Regions from separate parts of the Mus musculus genome. Here region 2 is linked to region 1. A link is a contact called in public Hi-C data. All regions are on one chromosome and are shown on one strand. The core of a region is the stretch at or near the end of the contact, and the rest is flanking DNA. Distances in the headings are between cores, read along the strand shown.

Evidence for each region. A called contact is a pair of places that touch in the nucleus more often than the background predicts.
Region 2: a Hi-C map of cerebellum shows a contact between it and region 1, with 1.7 times the contacts expected there. The contact joins two enhancer-like sites. A contact is called at or near these places in 6 of 484 Hi-C or Micro-C datasets (cerebellar granule neurons, cerebellum, nephron progenitors and 3 more).

Annotation. Positions count from the first base shown.
Region 1 is chr4:142,619,612-142,626,439 of GRCm38.p6, reverse strand. No RefSeq gene overlaps it. Among named protein-coding and RNA genes, the nearest start is that of Gm42342, 8.7 kb to the left of the region's middle. Within about 2 kb of position 3,644, at least 14 of the 459 cell types and tissues checked have an H3K27ac peak or open chromatin away from gene starts, as enhancers often do. A contact at or near this core is called in cerebellum and stem cell-derived neural stem cells, where this site is marked.
Region 2 is chr4:142,769,118-142,775,945 of GRCm38.p6, reverse strand. No RefSeq gene overlaps it. Among named protein-coding and RNA genes, the nearest start is that of Gm42341, 120 kb to the right of the region's middle. Within about 2 kb of position 2,860, at least 46 of the 459 cell types and tissues checked have an H3K27ac peak or open chromatin away from gene starts, as enhancers often do. A contact at or near this core is called in cerebellum and stem cell-derived neural stem cells, where this site is marked.

The DNA.
Region 1 (6,828 bases), core at 2,395-4,894:
TAGAAAGGACTGAGATAAAGAGAAAGCTGAGAACTGGTTTTGGGGAGACCTTGGGCCCATGGGGTATGGAAAGGCTAGATGTGTTAGTATAATTTGGAGGAGGGGGGAGAGGGGAGAGAGAGAGGGAAAGAATGAATTATGACTTTGAAGATCTGAAGTCTATCCTGGGAGCAGAGGATGGTGCTGTTCTAATCCATGTCAGACCTGAGAAGCACAGGACTTGGTGGCCCAAGGTCTAGTTCAAGACCAAAGCCAACTTGCTGGGCAGGAGATCGATGCCATGACGACTCTCAGAGAGGACGTTCTCCCTCTTCGGGCCTTTCATTCTTATCCAAGCCTTCAGCAGGCGAGGCCCACTCACACCAGAAAAGGCCTCTTGGTTTACTCGGCTCACACATTTGATATTCATCTTCGCCAAATGGGATGTGTTTAACCAAATGCCTGTGGACACCTTGTGGTCCAAGCAAGTTCACACACCCATGAATCCACACATTAGAGAACCTGAGGTGTAGACCTGAGCTAGACACAAGGAGACAGAGCTGATCAGGAAGCAGGGGGCCCAGCCCTAGACACAAGGCTGGAGAGTCTAATGGGCATGTATCCACAGTGACATGTAATCACCTACTTGAGCACTGCTTATCAGAAAGAAGCAGTGAGCTTGGGCCATGCTTGACATTGCTCTGTGGGGGACATTGAGGAACATGATGTAGCTGCCTCGTTTCCCAAATCCAACTCGCTGAGATTAAACTTCCTCCTCAACCGTGCCTGACAAGGAACCTGTAATTCCCTGTTCCCAGGCAACCTGGTGTGATTCAGAAAGTGGGAATCAACTCAGCCACAGAGAAAGGGACTGTGAGAGGAGAGAGAGGGAGGGGGAAGGAGGGGGAGGAGAAAAAGCAGGAGGGGGAGGAAGAAGGGGAGGGAGGAGGGGAGAGAGGAAGGGGGAGAGAGGGGAGAGAGGGAGAGACAGAGACAGAGAGAGACAGAGACAGAGAGAGAGAGAGAGAGAGAGAGAGAGAGAGAAGTGTGTGAGCCACATAAAGGGGATGGGGTGGAAACATAAGATCCAGGAAAAAAAATAGAAAAATCTGTCAGTACTCAATATTATAGCATTTTCCTCCACTATAATAAGGAACTGCAGACATCTACAGATTAGGAACCTCTTTAAACATCAAAGTGGCTGGAGGAGGAAGAGGCTGGAGTGAGCTGACATCTCCGGGAGGTTTACCAGAAGGCAGGACTGATTTGGATGGAAGGTGAACAGATGACTCAGAAACAGGGAGATGAGAGGGGCCCAGGGGAGTGGAGGGAAGTGGCGTGGGTGAGCGAACGCAATAGATTCTAATCGAAGCTCACATGGTTTGAATCTTCTTCATGGTACAACACTGGAACTGAACAACAGTCTCCATACTTCTGGCTCTCACGTTTTCTTTTCTTTTCTTTCTTTCTTTTTTTTTTATTACTTTTATTTTTTTACTGTTCAGTCATTGCCCCCCTCCAAGTCTTCCCTCCCACAGTTCCTCCTCCCATTCTTCCTCCCCCTGTCTCCAAGAGGATGGCCGCCCCCACCAGACCTCTCGACTCCCTGGAGCCTAAAGTTTCTCGAGGGTTAGGTGCATCTTCTACCACTGAGGCCAGACCAAGCAATCCTCTGCTGTCTATGTATCAGCAGCCTCGGACCAGCTCCTGTATGCTCCCTGGTTGGTGGCTCAGTGTCTGAGAGATCTCAGGGTTGGGGTTAATTGAGGCTGCTGGTGTTCCTATGGGGTTGCCCTCCTCAGCTTCTTCCATCCTCCCCCTGATTCAACCACAGGGTTCTCAAATTCAGCCCAATGGTTGGGTGTAAGTATCTGCATCTGTCTCAGTCAGCTTCTTGTTGGGCCTCTCAGAGGACAGCTATGCTTGGCTCCTGTCTGTAAGCACATCATAGCATCAGTAATCGTGTCAGGCCTTGGTGCCTCCCCATGAGATGGATCCCAAGTCGGGCCTGTCATTGGACCACCTTTCCCTCAGTCTCTTCTCCATTTTTGACCCTGCAGTTCTTTCAGACAGGAACAATTCTGGATCAGAATTTTTGACGGTGGAATGGCAACCCCAACCCTCTGTTTGGTGCCCTGTCTTTCTACTGGAGGTGGACTCTACAAGTTCCCTCTCTCCACTGCTGGGCATTTCATCTAAGGTCTCTCCCATTTGAGTCCTGAAAGTCTTTCACTTCCCACATCTCCGGTACTTTCTAGAGGGCTCTCCCCCCTCCTCCCCCTCCCGAGGTTGCATATTTGCATTCATTCTGCTGGCCCTCATGGCTTCTCTCCTGTTCACCCCTTACCTTATCATGCACCCCTTTTCCTCTCACCCTCCCCTCTCCCACCTAGGTCCGTCCCTCCCTCTGCCTCCTGTGATTATTTTCTTCTCCCTCCCGAGTAGGATTGAAACATCCTCACTTGGGCCCTTCTGCTTGTTAACCTTCTTGAGTTCTGTGAATGTATCCTAGGTATTCTGTACTTTTTGGCTGATATCCACTTATCAGTGAGTATATACCATACATGTCCTTTTGGTATTGGGCTACCTCACTCAGGATGATATTTTCTAGTTCCATCCATTTGCCTGCAACATTCATGATGGCCTCTCCCGTTCTTAATAGCTAAATAGTATTCCATTGTATAAATGAACCACGTTTTCTGTATGCATTCCTTGCTCGTGGGGCGTCTGCGTTGCTTCCAGTTTCTGGCTATTATAAATAAAGCCGCGCATTTTCTAATATAGGACAAGCACCTCCTGCCTCGAAGGACAAAAGCATGAAAGTAACGACAGAGTGTAGGCCCACAGAAAGCAGTTTCTCTTCATCCATCTTGCTCTGTGTGTGTGTGTGTGTGTGTGTGTGTGTGTGTGTGTGCATGTTGTGTGTCACTATGTGAGTATGTGAGTGAATGTGTACATGTGTGTGTGTGTGCATGTAGTGTGACTGTGTAGGTACGTGAATATATGTGTGAAGGTGTACATGTGTATGAATGTGTGTTTGTGGAATGGTATGTGCATGTTTGTGAGTGTACGTGTGTGAGCGTATGTGCAGAATGTGTATATATGTATGAGTGTGTGTATCCATGGGGGCATGGGTATGAGTGTGTGTTTGTGAGTGTATTGTATGAGTGTGTGTGTGTGTGTGTGTGTGTGTGTTTGTGAATGTGTGTTTCCATGGTGTGTGTGTGTGTGTGTGTGTGTGTGTGTGTATGTGTGTGTGTGTGGTGTCCATGAAAGAGTGTTTGCACATGTTTGTTGAATGTGTGCACAGAGGTGTGTGTGTATACATGTATGCATGCCTTTAATTTCCTGCACTCCCCTTGCAACTCCCTCAGAATTCATGATAGTTACATGTTCCTTTCTGCTTTTTCCTGACATCCTAAAGGCAGGACTGAGCCCTCCTGTTTCTGGAAGTATCCCCAGGTCCTGCTTCAGAAACAGATTCCCTGTAGGTGTTCAACAGACACTTGTATGAATGGGTAGAAAATAATCCTGAAATCACATCTGACTTGAAAGTTGCTCTCAGTCTTTGAGGGGTCATAAGTTGGCCAACTCTGAAATATCCAAACTGGAAGAGGAGGGCTACCATGGCAACACACCCGTCTTACCCTTTTGTTTGTCAAGCTGGGTGGCCCTGTTCCTGCTTCCTGCCTGGCAGCGTCAGTGACCAGACTCCCCCAGGCTTTGGCCCATTTCCTTAGCTTAAATCCGGAGAAAATCAGACAGCCCCGAGCATCTGGCCCCCTCTCCTGCTAGCAGGTCCCTTCCTGAACTGTCATGTCTCCACATCATCTCCTAACCCTCCTGCCACCCTAGGGGTTCAGAGTAAGGAGGGGCATATGTGCCCAAACTGTGCTCACAGGGACCCCTGCGGCAAGTGTGCATGGTGTGTGGCATCTTTCTTCCTTCCCCTTAGCTGTCTGCAGAGACCCAAAACTCCCATTAATGGGAAACAGACCTCGTGGGCAAGTTTGAGAGAGAGGAAAGCTGACCTCTGCACTCTTTCCCTAATCAGATTAGCAGAAGATAAATTGAGGGTGACACTTCCTTCTTTATCTCTGATACCAATTCCAGTTGATTGGTATCGGCTGCCTAGATTGCTGTGTCATGAAGGAATCGGAGGCTGGGGCCCCAGCGAATCAGGACAGCGTATTGGGATCGATTGGCAATGTCTGCCGTGGGCATGGGACAGTGAATAGAGCAACTCAACTCGCGGCAGAATATCAGCCACAACACTAGGTGGACGCCCTGTTCGCTCCGAGTAATGGAAGGCCTCAACTCACAACACAAGCACACAGCTCTGCCTGAGCATGGGGAATGAGTGGGCCGGGTTTGCACAAGCGGAGAGGGGAGGAGGGGTTAGGGGCTGCTGTTAGGCAGGCTCTCCTCTCCCTGCACACTTTCATTCCTCTCCTTTTCTTTCTTGCATCCATCCGATCCTCTGAAAAACAGCCATGAGAGCGTTTGTTTACACTCCAGAGTAGCACATGAGGCATTCTAAGAGCCGAAACAAAGAGTCACGACCACTCTCCAGACTCAAACCTCTGGGTCCGAAAGGTGTTCCAACGCCTGAGTCCTAGGGCCAATGAGCTTGTAGCAGGTGCCCCATGAGCTTGCGTGGTAGAGGGCAGAGGGCATCTGTTTCCCACAAAACATCTCTGTAGCTCAAGGATACAAAGTCTACTCCATCATTAGTTTTGAAACACAAGGTTTCCATCTGTAACTTTGCCTTGTCTTGAACTTGCTATAGAGACCAGGACTCAAACTTACAGAGATCCAACTGCTTCTGCCTCCTGAATGCTTGGATTAAAGGTGTGCACATCTTTAATCCCTTTGTCTCTTTGAATCAAGGCCCCACCCCCACCCCTCGCTGGATGCTAGGGCCTGTGTCACTCCACAGAGCAGAGCATAGTGATGCAGAATTGTCTGTATCCTCCCCCCACCATCTCCCTCCACTACCAAGTACCAGGTACCTGCCACCTGGCAGAGAGCTGAGACTTGGCTAAGAGTAATCAGTCTCAGAACTGTTCATTCGCAGGACAACTGTCCCCAGCATCTGATTCTGTTTAGCCACAAAAGACATCAGCAAGGAAAACATTCTTAACAAGACCCTGAGCCATATTCTGTGAGATGTGTGTGTGTGTGTGTGTGTGTGTGTGTGTGTGTGTGTGTGTGTGTGTGTATGTATGTATGTATGTATATATGTGTATGTATGTATGTATATAGTCTTAGTCAGGGTTTCTATTCCTGTACAAACATCATGACCAAGAAGCAAGTTGGGGAGGAAAGGATTTATTCGGCTTACACTTCCATACTGCTGTTCATCACCAAGGAAGTCAGGACTGGAACTCAAGCAGGTCAGAAAGCAGGAGCTGATGCAGAGGCCATGGAGGGATGTTCCTTACTAGCTTGCTTCCCCTGGCTTGCTCAGCCTGCTCTCTTATAGAACCCAAGACTACGAGCCCAGAGATGTTCCCACCCACAAGGGGCCTTTCCCACTTGATCACTAATTGAGAAAATGTCTTATAGTTGGATCTCATGAAGGCATTTCCTCAACTGAAGCTCCTTTCTCTGTGATACTAGCCAGTACATATATATATACATATATACATACATACATATATATATACATATATACATACATACATATATACATACATACATATATATATACATACATACATACATTTCTGTAAGTGTATGGTATTTGTGAGTGTATATGTGTATGTGTGACAGTGTATGAACATGTGTGTCTATAGAGTGAGTATGTGCATGTGTTTGTAGAATGTCTGCATGGGTCTCTGTATGATTTTGAAGGGATGCCAATGGGGTGAGTGTGTGCACCTGTTTGTAGCATATGTGTGTTGGGGGGTTGCATGTATACAGGTACACATGGCTTAAGAATGAAAAGCCCACCCTTCAGGTTGTCTTATAGACTTGGGATGTTCTTCTTGGATCGTCCTGGCCCCAGCTTCCTTCAAGTCCAGGTCCAGGGCACCCCTCCACCCCCACACTCCGAGCTGGGATGCTGAAGATGACCAGCATCCTTTTCATCAAGACCTGGTTGGCACGGAGTTGGAAATGTAGCCTCAGAAGTGACAAAGGACGATGTTGAGCAGCCTAAATGTTGGAGTCGATTTTGTTCTGAGATTTTGGAGTATTGGGGTAGTTATCTTGATGGTAAAACAAAAGGCTAACATGAAATGTGTGTGTTTCAAATATGCCTGGAGGTGGTTTTATATGTTTTAATATAATTTTATGTATGGTGTGAGGGACCCCCCACACACACACTTCTGAGTTGCGACAGCACTCAAAATCCTGAGATTCTGGAAGCATTCCAGACAGAGAACTCTTGGCTTAGGGCAACTCTGCCCACTCCTTACTGTGTATTTGGTATCTTGACTGTCCAAGAGCTCTTTTGTGTGCTGTTAGGGATCAAGCCCAGTGCCTACCGAATGCTGGGCAAGCATTTAACCGCTGAGTTACAACCCCGGCCCTCTTTTCGAATTTTGCTTTGAGACAGGATCTCACTAAGTTGCCTAGACTGGCTTCCAACTCACGGTAGCCCCAGTTGGCATTGAACTTGGGAGCCTCCCACCTCAGCTTCCCAAGTAACTAGGATCACAGGCCTGCACCACCAGGCACAGCGACCAAGAACGTTTCGATGAATCTGGTCTCATCATAAGTTTGATCTCACTAAGGCACAAAATATCACTTGAGTTTGGCAAGGATGCCCCGTATTTCCAATCAAACCCTCGTTCTCAGAAATAGAAAGGAACTTTCCTGAAGCCAACAGCAAGTAGAGAGCAG
Region 2 (6,828 bases), core at 1,611-4,110, 150 kb before region 1:
GTGTGTGTGGTATATGTTGTGTATGTGCGTGTGTTCACACACATCTTTATAAATGTCCCTGTGTGTGGAGTCTCAGATGCTGTTCCTCAGGTGCCGTCAATCTTGTTTTTGGTTTTGTTTAATTTTTTTTGTTTTTTTTGAGACAATATCTGGATATCTGTAGACCATCTGGCCACAGACTCACAGATATCCCCCTGCCTCTGCTTCCTGAGTGCTGGCATTAAAGGCACATGGTTTTTGACAGAGTCTCTCGTTGATCTGGAGCTTGTGAATTGGACTCGGTTGGCAATGAGCCCCAGGACACTGAGATTCCAAGTGAGAACCACACGGACCATTCTCATGGATGCTGGGATGATGCTTAGGCCTGGGCATCTATAAAGCCAGCACTTCACCTGTGAGCCCCCTCCCCTGCCCTAGCTCCTGGAGTCGCTTCTCCTCCTAATATCAAGCCATCTGAACGGACCTGGCAGGAGCTGGAGACTGTTCTGTGTGGGTTAAATTCAGAGCTCGACATCAGTAAATTTGGCCCTCGCACACGAAGCCTGTACACCCAACAAGCAAGCAATGGTACATGTCTAAGTTGAACCACAGCGAGGTCAAATTTACTTCCTCTTCATCACCAGGGCCACAGCCAGGAGAGGCCAAACAAGCTTCTGGATGTGTCCTCGTCACTAACAGCACAGTTGGTCCACTGATGGGGAGCAGCCAAGCACAGCAGACCTGTTTCATCCTGAATTGGCTGCTCTGCTGGGGTCCTGCCATTCCAGGTGGGAAAGAGTTGGACCCCTCCAGCAACCTCAGAGTCCTGGCATTATCTGTAGAGTATTTGTACTTCTGAATCAGAGGCACAAACATAGCTCTTTCTTTTGCTACCCTGGGCAGGGGGACAATGCGCAATCAAGTCTGACTGCTGGCTTTCAAATGGCACTTGAGCCCTTGAAGCGTTAGCTTCCAGGTGTACAGAGGTAACTGAGGATAGCCGTGTCCTGCTTTTCGGGATGCAAGGAAACTTCTGACTAGGGTTCTGGGGAAATGACTCAGGGGGCAAAGCGCTTGATGTGCGAGCGTGAGATCTCATTATGCATGCTGGCCTGTAAGTCAAGCCCACCTACGGGGGGGGGGGGGGGGTGGGAAGAGGAGGCAAGAGACTTCCCTAAATTCCTGGGCCAGAGTGCCTGTGCATAGTGGGGAAGTACCACAGTCTCATCCTGGTTAGCTTTCCTTGTCAGCCTAGACTCATCTGAGGGGAGAGCCTCAATGGAGGCACTGCCTAGATCGGATGAGCCAGTGGGCATTTCCGAGTTGGGATGGGGAATTGTCTAGGTTGTTAATTGATGTGGAAGAGCCCAGTCCACTGTGAGCGGCACCATCCCCAAGCAAATGATGCTGGGCTATATAAAAAAGCTACCTAAGCATGAACCTATGAGTGAGGCAGTAAGCGGTGTCTCTTCATAGTGTCAGTGTCAAGTTCCTGCTTCCATTTCCTCCCCTGACTTCCTTCAGCGATGGACTGGGACCCGGAAATGTAAACCAGCTACACCCTTTCATCAGAAAGTTGCTTTTGGTCATGGTATTTAATCACAGCAATGTCTTAAACAAAACAGAAGGTTGTCATCTGACCTGGATTTTTGTCCAAGCTTCTACCCCTATCAGGAGACTCGGCTTCATGCCTGTTTGCACACATGTGCTATGAATGCTTGTGCATGTGCATGTGTGTGGAGGGCAGAGGACAACCTCCACAGTGATGGAAAGAAGGGAGAGGAGGAGGAGAGAGACCCCAAGACCGGGTTCCCCAATCCCCCTTAGCAGTTTGTGCCCCTAGTGGCCTAGGGATCCCCTGCTGGGCTCTGCCTTCTTCTGTGCATTCATGCATGTAGAAGGCAGAGAGAGGCCCATGCCAAGTGTCTTTGTCTGTCGCTCCTCATGTCTCTCACTGAACTAAAGCTCATCAATTCAGTTAGACTGGCCAGTGGGCCCTAGGGGACTCCCCCTCCTGTCTCCACACCTCTCCCGCGTAGGTGCCTGCGGCTGTACTTAGCTTTTTAAAAACAAAGATGATAGAGATCTGCATTCAGATACAGACATGGAGCTACTGGGTCAGCAGTGGCTGGGGGAATGGGAAATGACAACGGGTCCAAGTTCAAGCTGGCCTGGGGCCAGCAGCCACCTGGTCGAGTAGGGCAGACAGAGCCAGGGCTGTCGGTGGATTTTCTTCCTTGGCAGGCGTGGCGCAGAAATGGCACACTTTGTGTTCTGGCTTTCCCTCCCCTCACCCCGTTATGGTTTGCAGGTTGAGTGCCCCATAAAGACCCATATGGAAGGATGTGTTTCCTAGGATATGCGGGGCATGAGAGAAGGTGAGTCCTAAGGGCTAGGAAGACAGCTCAACTGGAGAAGCTTTCTGTACAAGAATGTGTCTGTCTTCAGTGTCTTCGCTCTTGAGCTTTCTTAAAAAAAAAAAAAATCTCGGCATCCTTCCCCTTCCTCAGAGAGCAGGTTCTCTCTCCTCTCACTCCCCACACACCCCTCAGATTCGCTCACACACTCTGCTGAGCTGCACAGGCTTCCAGCCAGGCCCTCGGGCGCCTGCTGCTGTCCTTTACCCCAGGCAGAAGGTCAATTTCCTCCTCTTTATCTTTTCTCAGCCAGTTTTACAAAGGAGGAGATCTTGGAGCGATTTATTGCCGCATCGACATGTAAATTATGCCAGGGCATTTAGAGCATAAAAGCAGCATACTCGGTTTGGGCTTAACGTCACCCTTCAATCTTGTTCCTTTTTCTTCTCTACACAGTGGCCTTCCTGAAGACAGTGGGGGGGCGGGGGGGAGAGAGGCACACAAAAGTAGTCGCATGCAGTTAGCCACACAGGATCGAGCTCTTCACATTTAACAGGAAGATAGGGCCCCCTCCTAAGTGTCCTCACTGCTACAAACACAAACAAGCAAATAAAGGACGACATAATTCTCTGCTCTGTGAAACAGCACAACTGAAGCCGTTGCCAGGGGCAACCTTATTTATCCGGATGTAAATTTAAGTTAGGCTTGAGCTTTGCTTGAGTGCGAAGGGAAAAGGGTTTCTAATCTCACTCTAGGGAGAACAGGACAAAAGATGTGATCTGGTGTGCTTCAGACTACCTGGGAGGCAGAACCTGGTCTCTTCATTTCACAAGGAGGCTAGGGGGCTTTCTCACCCACGGCCACTGTCAAAGCTGCACTGGGGGTCGAGGGAAAGTCAGGTCTTCCTGATATGGATCCAGTCCAACGTAGACCTACGGAACAGCCTCCCAGTCCAGAATCCTGGATCCCTCCCTGTTCAGGGATAAAAGGACAGAAATTACAACCCAGGGTCAGCAAGATGGCTCAGCCAGTGAAGGTGCTTGCTGCCAAGACTGAAGACCTGGGTCCCACATAGTGAATAGATTTTGACAAATTGACTGTCCTCTGACCTCCGCATGTACAGCTTAATGTGCATGTGTGTGTGTGTGTGTGTGTGCACGTACAGACACACAGACACATAGACACACACAGACACACACACACTGAGTAAAACGTAACAAAATATGTTTTTAAATTAAGAAGAGGCAGTAGTTAGCAAACCATTCCCAACACTGTCCCTGCCAGGTATGGGTCACCCCTTCAAGCTATCCCTCCTGGAGTTTGAGAGCACTAGGTTACTTTGGCCTCAGGACACTGTCTCTTTCTATTCTTTTCTTCTGGGACAGCTTCACCCCATGCCTCTGAGCACCCAAATCCTGCTTCTCCCCCGGATCTTGTTCAAACGCCACATGACTGAGAAGCCATTTCTGGACACGATATTGAAAGGCACAACCTGTGTGCCTGGTTCCATGGGGACTCTGCAGCCCATTATCCTGCCACTCTGGATTTCCTGTCTACAATTGTCTCCCGCCTTTGTTCAGTCAATCATTCTGGAAACATGTGTCGAGGCTTCCTCTGTGACCAGTGTTGTTGCAGTTTCCGAGAATACAGCAGGGACAGCAGGGACACAAACAAAGGGAAGCTATTGTCCTCAGGAGCTGCCATAGGTGCCATAGGTGCCATAGACCTACAAAGTAAATGCATTCCATGGACCGTGAAGAGGATGGTGGAGGCTTAGGGGAAGAGGACTGAGAAAGACCTTATATGAGATTAGGTGAGGCAGGAGCATGTAGAGAACTGAGGGCTGGCAGAGGGCAGGACAGCCAGTGGCTGGGGTAGGCTGAGCAGGTGGGGGAGGGGGTTTATGGCCAGATGGACAGTGGGAAGCAGGAGTACATAGAGGGGGTAGGGTGTTTCACAGCACTGCAGACCCTGGCTTGAGGCTGAGTGACATTGAAGCAGTTGGAGCATTCGCATAGAGGAGGAGCAAGTTGATGTAGCTGTGCTTTGAAAGGCAGATGCAGAGCTAAGAATTTGCTAAAGGAATCCATGCAGGAAGAGCGCATTCTCAGGCAATTGAGGATGTCGACAAGGAGCAGTCTGACTGTGCGCGCGCACACACAACTGTGGGAATAAAAGCACTTTATTCCTATACTTCGGATCAGTTTCTGCTATCCTTACTTAACACCGTTCATGTTTTCCCCGTATTGACTAATACGGGGAAAGAGTAATACCATCTTCTTGGTGAGGTCTTATTATCCCTCTTCACGGCTGTGCCACCATTTACCTAGCGAGTCACAAGTCAAACGATTCAACAGTTTCACAGGAGTCAGTGTGACAAGTAATTTTTCCATGAAACTTTCTAGAATTTCCACCCCTGAGCCTTGGCTCCTTCCATTGACTTTTAAGTCTCAGAATTGTCAACCAAGGTCTGCAGATAGTTGCAGCATCTTGGTACCTTACGTGACGCTGTGATATTCCACGGGCTAACAGTTGTATAGAGTACATCCCTGCTAGCCATGGGCCTATCTCCCCAGCCAATATGAAATATCCTCAGCAAGAGTGAACATGGATTGGTGATGCTGGCCGATGCTATTTATTGCCATTGCATTGCTTTGCCGAGAGAGAGAGAGAGAGAGAGAGAGAGAGAGAGAGAGAGAGAGAGAGAATGAGAATGTGTGTGTATGTAATGTATCCCCCCAGAAATAGTTTTACTTATAAAATATTGACATGTATACACACACACAAGCACAGACACACATAGATACAGACATATTTGCAGATACAGACACAGACAGACAGACAGACAGACAGACACACCCAGATACAGACACAAACTGACAGGCAGACAGACAGACACACACAAAGCACAGACACAGACACATAGACAACAGACAGACACACACATATAGACACAGACAAAGGCACAGAAACAGACAGACACATAGACACAGACATAGGCACACATACACACACACACACACACACACACACTCCTGTGCACATGCCTAATTACCCCAGAAATGGAATCCACGACAGATCAAAGTAACAATTTCACTAAGGTCCAATTTGGGGGAAGCAGTGAGTTTGTGCTGGGATTAGGAACAGGCACGGTGGGGGAGGGTTTACAGGATCAGGGTAATACAAAAGCAGCTGCGTCACTGAAAAGCTCCCCCAGACTCCAGGGCTAACTCACTAAGCGGCTGCCCTAAAGCTCTCTGCGAAGCTTGCCGGCAGCTCAGCACGTTCAGGAGTTGTGTTCTCTCAGTGCCACTGCTTAGAGTCTCCCCTCTCAGCTGCTGTTAGCTGCTCCTGTAAAGCTGGGGAGGGGCCTTGAATATATCACACATTTCAGCTTTCCCAGACATGTGACCTTTCCTTACCACCGGTGTCTCACGAGCCTCCACTGACCTCCCGGAGTGAATGTTTCAATCTGTAGAAAACTGTCATGTAACACAGACGCAGATGCAGATGCAGACGCAGATGCAGACGTGGTTTTGCATGGGTGCACACAAGAAGGGAGGATGGATTTTCAATGCCACGTGTCTTCCTCAGTTAATTTTGGAGACAAGGTCTCTTTCCTGAGCCTAGAACCAGCAGGTTCAGTTAGACTGGCTAGATAACAAGCCTCAGGGACTTCCACCACCCCAACTCTCAAGTTCTACAGACACATGATCTTGTCTGGCTTTTAAGTGGGTGCTGGGAATTCGAACTCAGGTTCTCAGGCTTGCACACAAGCACTTTTGCCCACCAGGCTTCTCCCAGCGCTTTGCCCATATTGTTATGTGGCCACCTAGATGCCTTGGCTTACCAGTCTTTGAGAGCACCTAACGTATTAAAGACATATTATCCTGGGCTGGGGAGATAGTTCAGCCATTAAAGGCAAGACTCATAACCAAAAGTACGAGACACATTATCTAAATGCTGCATGCAGATATATGGGTTTGTCTGGGGGAGCGCTGTATTTTTTTGTTTGTTTGGGGAAATTAAGAAATATTGCCCCATAAGAATATCTGGTGTTCTTGCAGAAGGTATGGACATAAATAAAACCAATATCTGTGCACTCCTTATGTAGCTCAGCGGGGAGCCATATTCCCAGTTCCCTGTCTGTGGTCTCCTTCCTCTCGAGTTATACAAATCAGTCTCCTGGATTTGATGTGATGCCTCCTTGCATTCTTTGTCATTTCTCCTAATGTGTAGAGTCTTCCTGAACAACATAGATTCTGGGCCAGTGAGACGACTCGGCAGGTAAAGCACCTGCCAGCAGGAAGTGGGTCAGTAGGTGAAAAGTGGGCACTCACGCTCTAGGAAGTGTTAGTTAGTGATGACCCTAGATCATGTGACACTGCCTGGGTTGTCTTCACCTTGTATGGGTAGCTGTGATTATTCTTTTCATACAGATTCCTTTAGAGTGTGTGTATGTGTGTGTGTAGGCAAAGACAAATGTTTGTGT